2 separate regions of the Pan troglodytes genome follow, and region 2 is linked to region 1. Evidence: chromatin contacts called from public HiChIP or PLAC-seq data. All regions are on one chromosome and are shown on one strand. The core of a region is the stretch at or near the end of the contact, and the rest is flanking DNA. Distances in the headings are between cores, read along the strand shown.

Region 1 (6,827 bases), core at 2,022-4,521:
GAGTCTTGGAAGCCACCCTTGGAGGGCCAACCTCTTCTCCTTCAGTCTCCTCCCCATCTCCTAGGTCTCTTGTACTTCCTGCCTCTTGTATTTATTACACTACCCCTCCATAAAAAGCCTCCTTTTGGGGGTCCTAATCATTGTCTGGTGAGAGCATATCCCAGAAAACTAAGCATGGCTTGATCTGGAGGGGCCCACTGTGAATATTAATTACTTTGTTTAAAAAAACATTCAAAGATATAATATAAAAGTTGAAAAGCCTTATAAACCACCGCCAGAAGTAACTGATGAGAACAATTTGATGTCTGCTTTTCCCAGGTTTTAAATAATCAGTTTTCATTATACCACCTTTTCATTTTTTGAAAAGTCACACTGGCTTAAAAACATTATTTTTCATTCTGCTCCTTTTTCTTTCTGTATTTTATTTTTCCCATGCACTCATACCATCCCCTTTGTTCTGCAACTTGTTTTCATTTCACAGTCCTGTGGACACTCTTGCCTATAAGTGCTCACTCACTCTTACTTGTCTTTTTGATGACGTGTCTATCTCCCCACCAGACCTGGGAGCGTCTCGAGGGCAGGGTCCGGGTCTGACTCGTCTCTATGTCCCCCACGCCCGGCCCAGGGCTGGCCACAGAGTAGGTGGCAACCATGGTTTACAAAAAGAGTGGATGAATGATGTGACTGTGGGTTTTGGACTCATCTTGGGACACTGGAGGGAGGGGGACCAGTGGAGGTGGGGAGTGAAACTGGAGGCAGGGAGAATCTCCCAGGAACCTGCTGGTGATGGGCATAGGCCCCATGGGAGGATCTGGGGTGATCCCTGTGACTCCAAGTTTTAACTGCTGCTCCTTTCTCCTTAGCAATGGTGGATGTGATCTTTGCTGATGTGGCCCAGCCAGACCAGACCCGGATTGTGGCCCTGAATGCCCACACCTTCCTGCGTAATGGAGGACACTTTGTGATTTCCATTAAGGTGCGGGGTTTGGAAGAGTCTAAGATGGGGTGGCAGTGTTCTAGGGAGGTATCTTCTCTATCTGTATCTGTCAAATAGCCACCCAAAACAGAGGGGCCAAGTCTGCAAAACTATAGCTTTGGATTTAAAGAGGCAGGAGAGTGCAGCGGTCAAGTGCAAAATTGAGTCTGACCATCTGAGTTTAATCCCAGCCTGCTGTGTGACTGAGCAAGTTACTTAACCTATATGCCTCAGTTTCCTCACTTATGAAATAGAAATATTAGTCTAGTCTTTTTCAGGGTAGATGACAGGATCAAATTAGTCAATATAATATGAAGTGTTTAGAAAAGATCCTGGCATAGAATAGATACTAGATAAAAGCTAGGTGCATCTTTCACAACATTTTTATTTGGAAATAATGGAGAACTCTCCCATGCACCCTTCACAAGGTTCACCATTTGTTAGCCTTTTGCTACATTTGTTTTATTATTCTCAACTGCATTATTACTATTATTAAAGAAGAGGGAGTAGAAATAAGCCAAACAATTCCTGGGTATAAAATTTAAGCACTGGCTTTTAGATAAATAGGACTGTTTAAGGCTTCCTGCTTCAAATCCAAAACAAAACTAAAAACTTTTTTTTTTTTTTTAATTTGAGACAGAGTCTCGCTCTGTCACCAAGGCTGGCGTGAAGTGGTGCAATCTCAGCTCACTGCAACCTCTGCCTCCCAGGTTCAAGCAATTCTTCTGCCTCAGCCTCCTAAGTAGCTGGGACTACAGGCGTGTGCCACCACACCTGGCTAACTTTTATATTTTTAGTGCGGCCGGGGTTTTGCCATGTTGCTCAGGCTGCTCTGGAGCTCCTGAGCTCAGGCAATCTGCCTGTCTCAGCCTCCCAAAGTGCTAGGATTACAGGCACGAGCCACTGCACCCAGCCAAAAACTTTCATTAAGCCTTTTATCACATTTCCTAAACCCGAGTGTCTTAGCCCATTTTATGCAGCTATCACAGAATGCTATAGACTGGGTAATTTATTTATTTTTATTTTTATTTTTATTTTTTGAGATGGAGTCTTACTCTGTCACCAGGTTGGAGTGCAGTGGTACGATCTCGGCTCACTGCAACCTCCACTTCCCGGGTTCAAGCGATTCTCCTGCGTCAGCTTCCCGAGTAGCTGGGACTACAGGTGTGCGCCACCACACCCGACCAATTTTTGTATTTTTAGTAGAGATAGGGTTTCACCGTGTTGACCAGGATGGTCTCAATCTCCTGATTTCGTGATTGACCCACCTTGGCCTCCCAAAGTGCTGGGATTACAGGCATGAGCCACCACGCCCAGCCTTAGACTGGGTAATTTATAATGAATGGAAATTTATTTGGCTCCCAGTTCCAAAGGCTGGAAAGTCCAAGATTGGAGGTCTGAATCTGGCGAGGGCCTTCTTGCTGTCATCCATTGGCAGAAGGTTGAGAGCAAGATAGAAAGGGGGCATAATCATCCTTTTAATCAGCAACTCACTCTTGTGATAATAGCATTACTCTATTCAGGAAGGCAGAGCCCTCATGACCTGAATCATCTCTCAAAGGTCCCACCTCTCAACTCTTGCATTTAAGGGTTAAGTTTCCAACACATGAACTTTGGGGGACACACTAGAACCATAGCACTGAGTTTTACTTGAATTAATAATGAAAACATCTGGTTTAAAGAGCACACAATAGAAAAACAGCCCAAAGCCCTGTTGTAGACATTAGTCCTTTCTCCTCTTTAGGCCAACTGCATTGACTCCACAGCCTCAGCCGAGGCCGTGTTTGCCTCCGAAGTGAAAAAGATGCAACAGGAGAACATGAAGCCGCAGGAGCAGTTGACCCTTGAGCCATACGAAAGAGACCATGCCGTGGTCGTGGGAGTGTACAGGTGAGCAGGGGCCCAGCAATACACCAAGACAGACATCTCTGTCCCTTGCACCCCGAGTGCCATGATCCTGGGGACCCTCCTTCATCACCTATCTTCCTCTCACAGGCCACCCCCCAAGGTGAAGAACTGAAGTTCAGCGCTGTCAGGATTGCGAGAGATGTGTGTTGATACTGTTGCACGTGTGTTTTTCTATTAAAAGACTCATCCGTCTCCCATGTCTGCTGCTCATTCCTCCCCTTGACCTGCTGACACAGGGAGCACGCACCCTTGGTCAATTTTGCGGGGTTGGGTAAATTCTCACTCGGTCACAGAGCGCATGCTCCGTTTCTAGCTGCCTTTTGCGCAGCGGCAGCCGGTATTTCGGTTCTTGGGTGGGATTGGTAGCTCGCTGCGCATGCGTGCAGGTAAGCGGCCATCTCGCGCAGGCGGAGTGTCAGTGTGGGTCACGTGAGGGGAGCGGAGAGGGAGGGATGGGGGCGGAGTCCAGGGCGTGGGGGGGCCGGTTTGTTGTGGTCGCCATTTTGCTGGTTGCATTACTGGGTAATCGGGGCCCTGGCTTGCCGCGTCCGCCGGATACCCTCAGCCAGTGGGCAGGTCTGAGCTCGGGCTCCCCGAGCAGTTTGAGTCCCCTTGCCCGCTCCTTCAGGTAACGGCGCGGGGACGGGTGGGGCGGCAAGCGGTCGCAGGGAGGTGGGCAGGACGGGATCCGCCCTGCTCCCGTCGCCGTGAGACTTAGCACGAGGCCAAGGGAGGAGAGGAGGGGGGTGGCAGGCAGGTGCGGGCCCTGCCTGGCTATTCATAGTTGAATTCCTGGAACCGGCCAAGCCCGAGGGAGCAGTTGCAGGAGGGAGGCTGGGAGGGGGTAGCCGGGCCCCACTCCCGCCCTTTGTTTGGGCTCAGCTCCGCGGGCCGCTTCTTCGTCGCCTAGCAACAGCTGCCCTAGGCTGTGATTGGCTGAGCTCTTGGCACCAGCGACCAATGGTACAGTTGTTGCCATGGCAGGTGCCGATTGCCAAGCTCAGTCGGGCCCCGCCTTCCGGTCTCAGCAGGCCCAGGAGGGCCTCCTGGGTGGGGGGCGGGACGTCGGGTCCCTAGGGGCTGGTGGCCACTCAGGGTGGGGCGTGTCGCCCCTCCCCCGTCCACCTGCTCTACTCTTCCCCCGCGTGCCCTGGGCTGACCCTTGTCCCCTCCTCTCCCCGCCCCCGGTGGCAGTGGCGGCTGCTGTTGTCACCCACCGGGCCTCCTGTCCCGCTTGCCCTCCCCGCCGCGGGGCCGGCCGGGCCAGAGACAGGCGGTCGCCTTTTCAGCGCCGCCACCGCCGCCATGCTGGCCGCTCGCCCACCCCACTGGGGGCCCCACCGCGCCCCAGCCCCCCGTGGGCCCCGCGCCAGCCCTGACCCGGGTAGGGGGTGGGGGCTGGGAGAGATGATCCTGGTGTGGGAGGGCCCCGGAGAAGAGGTGGTTTTGGGGGGAAGCTCCAAGGGTGGAGGAGTCGTGGAGTGGCAAGGCATGGAATAGGAGAAAGGGATTTGACATGGGGGAGAGAGTGGCCCATGGGGAGAAGATTTTTGCTGTAGCTGACAACTCTGGGAAGAGAGAACCCTATGTGATAACTTGGGGATTTGACTTTGAGGCCCTCTAGGAGTGGACACAGTTGTGGAATGACCCTGGTATAAAGAGGGGTGCCTGGAGAAAGGTCTGTGGTAGGAATATTAGGGTGTGTGTGTGTGTGTAGGGGGGCAAGGAAGCAGTGTAGGGGAGAAAAGGATGATCACTCTAAACTGTGGGAAGAGACACCTCCTCCTTCTCCCATCAGGAGGAGTGGGCCTTGATTGGGATGGGATATTGGAGTAATATGGGGAAGAGCCCTGTTGTGGTAGGGGGAATTGGGATATGGTACAGGGAGACTACCTGGAAGGCTGGTTCCTAATATGGAGGACCTGAAATAGGGAAGCGGTCTTGGCATGATATGGAGAGGGTCCCCTAGGAAAATCGTGCCCTGGTGGATGAGAATGCTGTAGAGATAGGACTCTGTTCTATAGAGGTTCTCAGATAACTTTGGTGTGGTTGGGAGGTCCCCAAGGACGCTGATGTGGTTTTAGGGCTGCAGAGGACTCTGCTGTGGTTTGGGAGGGGAAGACTCATGTGGTTTGGGAATCCTAGAGTTCTCTGGGTTGAGGGAATCTACTGAGAAGGATAGATCTTGAAGTATTGGCCCTGGCTGTGCTACGGGCTGAGATCCTGATGTTCAGGGAAGACTACAGAAAGTGGCATCTTGTGTTAGGGGCCCTGGGGAGGGCCACGAGTAGTGAGACAAGAATGAAGCCTACTCCTCTGCATACTGTCTGTGGTTTCTTTTTTCTTTTCCTCCTCTGAATTATTGGTGTCTTCCTGTCCTCCTTTCCCTGTGATGGCTCATATCGACCCCTGCTTGGCCCCCAATCATTGTCTTTTATGTGTTCTCTTTGTGCTGCCTTAATCATTTACTTGATCATTATTTGTCGAGGGACTGCTGTGCCATCCCCCCCCACCTGGCTACCACTTCTCTGCCCCTTCTCCTCATTGCTATCTGCTGCTCCGTTGTGCCCTTTTCCTCTTCTCTCTGTGCCCTGCCTTTCTCATGTCCACTCTTCCCCGCCTGGCACTATTCACATATCCCCTTGTTCCATGTTGTTTTCCCACTTCCTGTCTGCTCTCAGGTCTCAGCGGCGGTGGCAGCCGAGGTGCAGGATGCAAGAAGGCGCCCCCCGGCCGGGCTCCCGCTCCAGGCCTCGCTCCCCTGCGGCCCTCTGAGCCCACCATGGCCGTCCCACCGGGCCATGGTCCCTTCTCTGGCTTCCCAGGGCCCCAGGAGCACACGCAGGTACGCGTTCAGCTGGCTCCTCACCTGCGTGGTGGTAGGGGGAGGCTGGGGATAGAAAGGTCTCCAGACCAAAAGGTAGTGTGGTTGCCCAAGACATTCTTCTGGGCACATAATGGGTCCCATGGGATTGGAAAATAACAGAGGAGTTTTCAGGCAGAGTCAGGGTTTGGAGAGGCTGGGTTCAAATCCTGATCCAGTGGTTAAATTGCTTAGGTTCTCCATACTTGAGTTGGAGAACTCAACTCATTCTGTGAAATGGGGCCAGTAATGATACCTACCTCACAGGGTTGTTGTGAGGATTAAATGAGTTAATGGTATGCATGTAAAACACTTAGAATGGTGCCTGGCACATAGTAAATACCCAATAAATGCTCACTAAGAAAAGTTCAGAGTGAAAGATCTGGATTGGGTGAATTTGGAGGGGGGTTGAGTCTAAAGGGTCTTGAGGCCAACAGGCATGGGTGGTGAGGGCAAAGCTCTCCAAGGCTAGAGGCAGCGAAGGCAGTGACATGCAGAGCTTGAAGCAGGATGAAGTGGGAGGTCCAGGGGCCAGATCCAGATCCAAGAGCCTTGGGGTGAAAGAACTGTGCAAAGAGTTGGTGGGGGTATGGGTTGAGGCCCAAGGGATGAGGGTAAATTGAGATAGAGGTACTTCAGAGGATACCCAAAATGGCTGGCTTCAAAGTGAAGAATGGGGAGGAACAGAGCCCAGGTTTTCCGTATGATCTCTCCCTCTGAGGTTCAGAAAGGAGTAAAGGTGAGGGGTGAAAGGTCAGAGTTCACTCATTCACACCACAGATCTCTAAGAGCATCCATTGTGTGCCAGGCCCTGCTGTAGGCACTGGAGGTACAGTAAGAACAAGAGAAAGTCTCAGCCCTGGGGGAGTTTCTTTCCTAGACAGGTGGAACAAATACAGACAGCAACCAAATACATGATGTGCCAGCAGCCCTTACAGTTCTTCCTCTTGAGGTCGGAGGTGAAGGCACGTCCTCAGTGCCCACCCCTCACCCTGCCCTGCAGGTATTGCCTGATGTGCGGCTACTGCCTCGGAGGCTGCCCCTGGCCTTCCGGGATGCAACCTCAGCCCCGCTGCGTAA
Region 2 (6,827 bases), core at 1,307-3,806, 150 kb before region 1:
CCACCTCCTGGGTTCAACAGATCCTGTGCCTCAACCACCCGCGTAGCTGGGATGGCAAATGTGTGCCACCACACCCAGCTAATTTTTATATTTTCAGTAGAGACGGGGTTTTGCCATGTTGCCCAGCCTGGTCTCAAACTTCTGGCCTCAAGTGATCTGCCCACCTGAGTCTCCCAAAGTACTGGGATTATACGCGTGAGGCACCATGGCTGGCCTCAGAGCCCAATCTTTTAACACTCCTACTCATCGTTTCAAACTGCAGGCCCCAAACCAGTAGTAGTTGTGAAATCAATTTGGAAGGTCATGACCAGAACTGTGTTTAAAGCAAAACAGACTAGAATAGGATAGAAAACATCAGCATATACCACACCTAGTAAGGCTAAATATTTCATGGTGAAACTTATGTTTTATACATCTATCTAAAAAGTAAGAGACAGATACAGATAATCACAATGTAAAATACATTTCTGGCCAGGTGCAGTGGGGCTCACGCCTGTAATCCCAACACTTTCGGAGGGTGAGGCAGGTGGATCGCCTGAGGTCAGGAGTTCAAGACCAGGCTGGCCAACATGGTGAAACCCTGTCTCTACTAATAATACAAAAATTAGCCAGACTTGGTGGTCCATGCCTGTAATCCCAGCTACTTGGGAGGCTGAGACAGGAGAATCGTGTGAACCTGGGAGGTGGAGGTTGCAGTGAGCCGAGATCATGCCATTGCACTCCAGCCTGGACAAGAGCAAAACTCTGCCTCAAAACAAAAAACAAACAAACAAAAAAAACATAGATATACATATATACGTGTATATATATATATATGTATGTATTTCTACCTTTCGATCAGTCAAAATACTCTGAAGAACATTGCACTGCACTGCCCTGCCTTGTTTGCTGCTGCCTAGCACATGGTAGGAAATAGTTGTTAAGTGGACAGATGAATGAATGAGGTGTCCTTAGCACACCTGTGGTAGAGCCCACGATGGCTGTATTCTGATCCACAGCCTCCAGAAATTGTCCGATGACCAGCGGGATGCTTTGGATTCGCTTCACCTCCTCCTGGGCATGGAGAAATTCCTTTTTCAGGTTCTTTTGCTCATCTTTGATGTATTCCTCCTGCACCTCCAGGAACTCCAGCTCTTGCTGCAGCTTCTGCGAGCAGAGAGGGGACAGAAGGGGATGGCTCCAGACTTGCTGATCCAGAGAGTGGTGGAAAGTGGGGAAGAGTATGAGATGCCAGGTCCTGTGCAAGGTCTGGGTTGGGGGTTGAATGTACCTTGTAGCGGCTGTACAGGTCCTCCAGGTCCTCAGGCTCAGGGCCCAGGAAGGACAGGCCGGTCTGGGGCCGGGACACGGACAGTGCTGGGATCTCATCCTAGACCAAAGGGGATAACTCACATTGGAAGAAGACAGTCCTCTCATGAAAGCTTCTCAACTTCACTAATGTTTGTTCCCCTCCCCACTTCACCCTGATGTCACTTAGCTCCTAACAGACCCCTGATATCTTAAGACCCTCTAAATAGATCCTGGAAACCTTTTGGCCACCTAAACAAGCTCTTTATGTCAACTTGCCCCTCAAACAGATCTTATGTTATCATATACCACTCATAACATGTCCCCAGTGTCACACAACCCCCAACTAGGATCTAAACGTCACATCAACTCCTTATCAGACCCAAATGCCACCCAATCCCCTTCAAGAGGTTCCTAATGTCACATGGCTCTCCTAGATAGGCTGTTAAAGTGACTGCGCCTTCAACGAGTCCCAACATTCCCCAGTTTCCCCTCAAAGATCCCTTATGTCACAGTCTCCTAACTCACATTAGACCTAAATATCACTCAGCCAAGCCACAGATAATACTTAACTACCCGCCCCATTACCCCCATCAGCAAAGCCCTGAACATCAGTCAGCCCCGCAGCCTAGACCCGGGGATCACTCGGCCGCACGGCGGGATCCCATACATCACTCACCGCCTGACCCAATCCCAACGCCGGGCCACCGACCTCACTAAGCACTACCGGCCAGGGTTCGAAATCAATCCGTCTCAAAGACCCACTAACGTCACTCACTCCCCCAGCCCCGCTTTCTGAGCCTTACCTCCTACCATCACTCGGCCACCCAGACAGGCCTTCGAATGGCACAAAGCTCTCCACCGAGGCCTCTGAAATAACCCCAACCTGGGCCGGGGTCCTGGAAGCCATTCCTCCCCCCACTCAGGTCTGGCTTCACCCTCTCCCCGCGAGCCCGGCCCGGACTAAAAAGCCCAAGTCCCCACTGTACCTGAGCCTTCTCCACCAAGATGCCTATCTCCTCCATAGTGACCAAGCCGGCCTCTGTGTGGCCTGGGATGATCTGTCACCGCTTCCGCTGACGACAACGGAAGTCCCTGGCTGAGGAGGCTTCTGGGAAGTGTAGTTTAAGTTACCGCTGAGAGGTGCTGGAAGGGCAGGATAGGACGAAGGGCTGGTCTGGGCTCCGCCCTCAACATAAGCTCATGCGCTGTCCGTACCCGCAGGCGCGAGGGCGGGACGGGAGCTGTGCGCGTGCGCAGTATCACGCGATGGCGCCATCTCGCCCTGCCGTGGAGGGCTGGGGGTTCTCTCCGGGAGGTGGCGCAGCCCCGTTGCTCTTTCAACGGAGTAAGTTCGCAGAGCTCTGGCACGGACAGTCTGGCGGCCAACTGCTCTTCGCTTTCTAGTGTCTGGGCTGGAGGGTCCTTGAGCTGGGTTCCACAGAAGGGATTGATCGTACGGGCGGGTAAGGTCTCCACGTGGCGCTGATCCCAAGATTGTGCGCCGCGCGGGCGTGGGAAGATCCGAGCTGCCCCTGAAGGTGACATTTCATACTGGGCTTTACCCCGGGATTGAGGAGCCCCGAGCCCGCAGTGAGCAACCAATCGAGTAGAACCCACGCGTCTGGGCTGGGGAAAAGGAGGCAGCGAGTGCCCAGAAGTTGGGTTGCACAGGAGATCCATAGACCTTAGTTCTGTATCCCAGGTTTCCGCCTTGCAGATCTATGCCAGGTCCTGTGCTTAAGCTTTACAGACGTCATCGTCGCAGGTATTATGTTTCCTCATTTATAGAGAAGGAGACAAGCTCAGAGCCACGAAGCCACCGGCCACAGTCAACAATGTGCCGAAGGGACAAAGCATAGATTGGGACCCAGGTCTGTCTGTCCCCAAAGCCTGTACTCTTGGCCCCAGGGATACACTGCTACCCTTCACACCAGCTACAATTTTTGTTAAGTAAACCTTTTATTGAAGTTAAATAAAGAGAAGAGCACAAATCATTACAGCTCGACAAAATTACACAAAGTGAACATGCCCATACAACCTGAATCCAGATCGCAAAACCAAACAGTAGAAGCCTCATGTGCTCCCCTTTCCCCCATCCCTTCTTCTCCCCCCTCCACTCCCCGCCCCGAGACGGAGTCTCACTCTGTTGCCCAGGCTAATATTTGTATTTTTAGTAGAGACAGGGTTTCACCATGTTGGCCAGGCCGGTCACAAACTCCTGACCTCAAGTGATCTGCCTGCCTTGGCCTCCCAAAGTGCTGGGATTATAGGCGTGAGCCACCACTTCCGGCCTCCCGATCCCTTCTAAAGGTTATCATTCATCTGTCTTTTTTCTTTTTTTTTTTAAGAGATAGAGTCTCTGTCGCCCAGGCTGGAGTGCAGTGGCACGATCATAGCTCACTAGAGTCTCCAACTGCTGGCCTCAAGCTATCCTCTCTCCTCAGCCTCTGAAAGCACTGGGATTACAGGCATGACCCACCCCATGTAGCCTTTAAAAATATATCTTTTGAAAGAGGTTCTTGCTCTGTTGCCCAGGCTGGAGTGCAGTGGTGAGATCACTACTCACTCCAGGTTCAACCTCCCAGACTCAAGCAATCCTATACCTCAGCTTCCCAAGCATCTGGAACTACAGGCGTGTGCCACCACGCCTTGCTAATTTTAAAATGTTTTTTGTAGAGATAGGGTTTTGCTGTGTTGCCCAGGCTGGTCACGAACTCCTGGACTCAGATGATCCTCCCACTTCAGCCTTCCAAAGTGCTGGGATTACAGACATGAGCCACTGTGCCTGGTTGGACTCGCCCCGACTTGTAACAGCTGGGTTACTTTTGTTTGTTTTGAATTCTCCTTCTCTCTAGCCCAGTACTCTGTGTACTGTGTTTGGCTTCTTTTAGTTAATGTTGTTTTTGTGAGATTCATGCATACTGTGTGTAGAAATAGTTCTTTCATTTTCATTCTGGATGGTTTCCATTTTATGACTATGCCCTATACCTCAGACTGGATATTTTCCAGTTTAGGGGTGTTATGGTGCTATTGTTACTGGGGGTCCTTGTTCTTAGAGCTCCCAAGATGGTGGTGGGCCGCTTCCAAGATGGCAGTAAGTCTCTTGTTCTCTGACCTGGGGTTCTTGGCCTCACGGATTCCAAGGAATGGAATCTTGGGCCATGCGGTGAGTGTTATAGCTCTATTCAGCTCGATTAGGAGGAACCCCGGGCACTTAGCCCGCGCAAGAACAATGGCGAGCCTCTAGCCCAATTGGGAGCGGCAATGGGTGCCGCCTCGCTGGATCAGAAGTGCAGTGGACACCCGGATCCGGAGGGGTGGAAGTCAGCGGCAGGTCTGCCACAGCTGCCATGGCAGCAGACAGCAGCGGTGGACAGTGAGCGAAAGCTCAGCTCAAGCCATAACAAACACAGACCAGAAGAGTGTACAGTTGCAAGGTTTAATAGAGTGAAAACAGACTCCCATAAAATGGGAGGAGACCCAAAGGGGATTGCCGTTGCGGGCTCCAGTGCCTGGGTTATATCCCGCCGATCATTGTCCCTCTCTCTGTGCTCTCAGGCGTTAGATGATTGGCTATTTCTTTACCTTCTGTTTTTGCCTAATTCGCATTTTAGTGAGCTCTCTTTACTACCTGATTGGTTGGGTGTGACCTAAGTGGCAAGCCCCTTGTTTAAAGGTGGATGCGGTCACCTTCCCAGTTGGCTTAGAGATTCTTAGTCGGCCTAGGAAATCCAGCTAGTCCTGTCTCTCACTATGAATATTCTAGTCTCTCACTATGAATATTCACTATGAATATTCTAGTATTCTAGTATGAATATTTCTTTGGGCAAACTTATGTATTCATTTCTTCTGAAAATAGATCCCCCTCCCAAAGAAAAACAAAAACAAAATAGACCCAAGTGTGGAATTGCTGGTCGTAGGGCAGGTATGTATTTAGCTTTAGTAGACACTGTCAGACTGTATTAATTTACACTCCCACCATTTGTATGTATACTTTTGATATTTTGTGTGTTTGGACATTGTTTTCTGTTTGGTGGATGGATCATGGGTTGTCACACGAGACACCACTTGTGCATTTACTTTTGGCCAGGAAAATTCCAAACCATGATCTCATAACAGCCCTCAGAGGTAGGTTTGCTTTTCCTCATTTTACAAATGAAACTGAGGTGCAGACAGGGGAAAGCCACTTCCATTAAGTTACAGAGAGAATTGGTGGCTCCTGCTCAGTGGAGACCACTGAGTAGGGAGCATCACTCTGCTGGGAGAACCCAGAGATTCATTAGATCTGGCTCCTGCCTTTCTTAAGGTCCTAGTGTCTGTGTTTCCACAAAAAAAGGGAAAATGACAATGACAATAAATCTTTTTGTTTTCCTCTGCATGAGCAACTCTTAATTCTGTAAGTTTTTGTTTTTGTTTTTGTTTTTGTTTTGAGACAGAGCCTTGCTCTGGCGCCCAGGCTGGAGTGCAGTGGCACAATCTTGGCTCACTGCAACTCTGCCTCCCAGGTTCAAGTGATTCTCATGCCTCAGCCTCTGGAGCAGCTGGGACTATAGGCGTGGGCCACCACACCTGGGTAATTTTTTGTATTTTTAGTAGAGACGGAGTTTGGCCATGCTGGCCAGGCTAGTCTCAAACTCCTAATCTCAAGTGATCTACCCTCCCAAGCCTCGAAAAGTGATGGGATTACAGGCGTGAGCCACCGTGCCTAACTTGGGCAACTCTTAATTCTGTATCCCAGGTTTCTACTTTACACCCAAAAGGCAACCTCGATTTTTACTTGAGACTTAGAATCTATTACTTAAAATGGAATCCATCATCTTGCCCCTGGCCTCCCATCCTTCCTGTTTCCAGGCTTCAGACTGAAACTCATCTGAGAGCTTTGCCTTTATTCCCCTAAGCCCAAATAATTGCCAGGTTCTCTCTGGCCCCTTTGGTAATGACAAATCAGTGTATCCCTTTGGAATTTTTATGGATAATAATCATAAATAACCATTTCCTGAACACTGACTATTGTGAACTAAAACAAAAATCAGGCCAAGTGCTCATTCCTGCTCCTATAATCTCAGCACTTTGGGAGGTGCAGGCAGGAGGGTTGCTTGAGCCCAGGAGCTCAAGACCACCCTGGGCAACATAGTGAGACCAAAAAATGTTTAAAAATTAACCCAGCATGGTCGTGCGCCCGTAGTTCCAGCCACTCAGGAGGCTCAGGTGGGAAAATCACTTGAGCCTAGGAGGTCAAGGCTGCCAGTGAGCCAAGATTATGCCACTGCACTCCAGCATGGGCGACAGAGTGAGAGACCCTGTCTCAAAAAAAAAAAAAAAAAAAAGGAAGGAAAGAGAAAAACCTACTTTTAGAGAATTAAAGTTAGTTTGATTCAGAAGTCTTACTGAGGATCACAACCTGGGAGAGTCTTTCAGAGTAACCGTTGGACTGCTCCGGAGGGTTTCAGCCTGCGGTTTTTATACAGGTGGCTGCAGCTCATGTTCTCAGAAGTTACATGAGAGCAAAATCCCATCAAGGTTTGGGTGTGACACAT

The links. HiChIP or PLAC-seq counts read pairs in DNA pulled down with a chosen protein or histone mark.
Region 2: a contact with region 1 is called in an H3K4me3 HiChIP or PLAC-seq map of stem cell-derived excitatory neurons, with 2.2 times the contacts expected there. The contact joins the promoter of FCGBP here to the promoter of DYRK1B in region 1. A contact is called at or near these places in 1 of 7 Hi-C or Micro-C datasets (stem cell-derived neural progenitor cells) and 1 of 1 datasets of contacts at active chromatin or transcription factors (stem cell-derived excitatory neurons).

What each region holds. Positions count from the first base shown.
Region 1 is chr20:42,902,872-42,909,698 of NHGRI_mPanTro3-v2.0_pri, reverse strand. DYRK1B (dual specificity tyrosine phosphorylation regulated kinase 1B) reads left to right here and starts at 3,271. Exons shown (of 11, transcript XM_054674079.2): 1 at 3,271-3,298; 2 at 5,566-5,729; 3 at 6,751-6,827. The coding sequence starts at 5,667. FBL (fibrillarin) reads left to right here. Exons shown (of 9, transcript XM_016935931.2): 7 at 864-976; 8 at 2,721-2,866; 9 at 2,972-3,076. The coding sequence ends at 2,996.
Region 2 is chr20:43,053,917-43,060,743 of NHGRI_mPanTro3-v2.0_pri, reverse strand. FCGBP (Fc gamma binding protein) reads left to right here and starts at 2,556. Exons shown (of 40, transcript XM_063801672.1): 1 at 2,556-2,635. PSMC4 (proteasome 26S subunit, ATPase 4) reads right to left here and starts at 3,204. Exons shown (of 11, transcript XM_001141307.6): 1 at 2,277-3,204; 2 at 1,271-1,369; 3 at 960-1,146. The coding sequence starts at 2,312.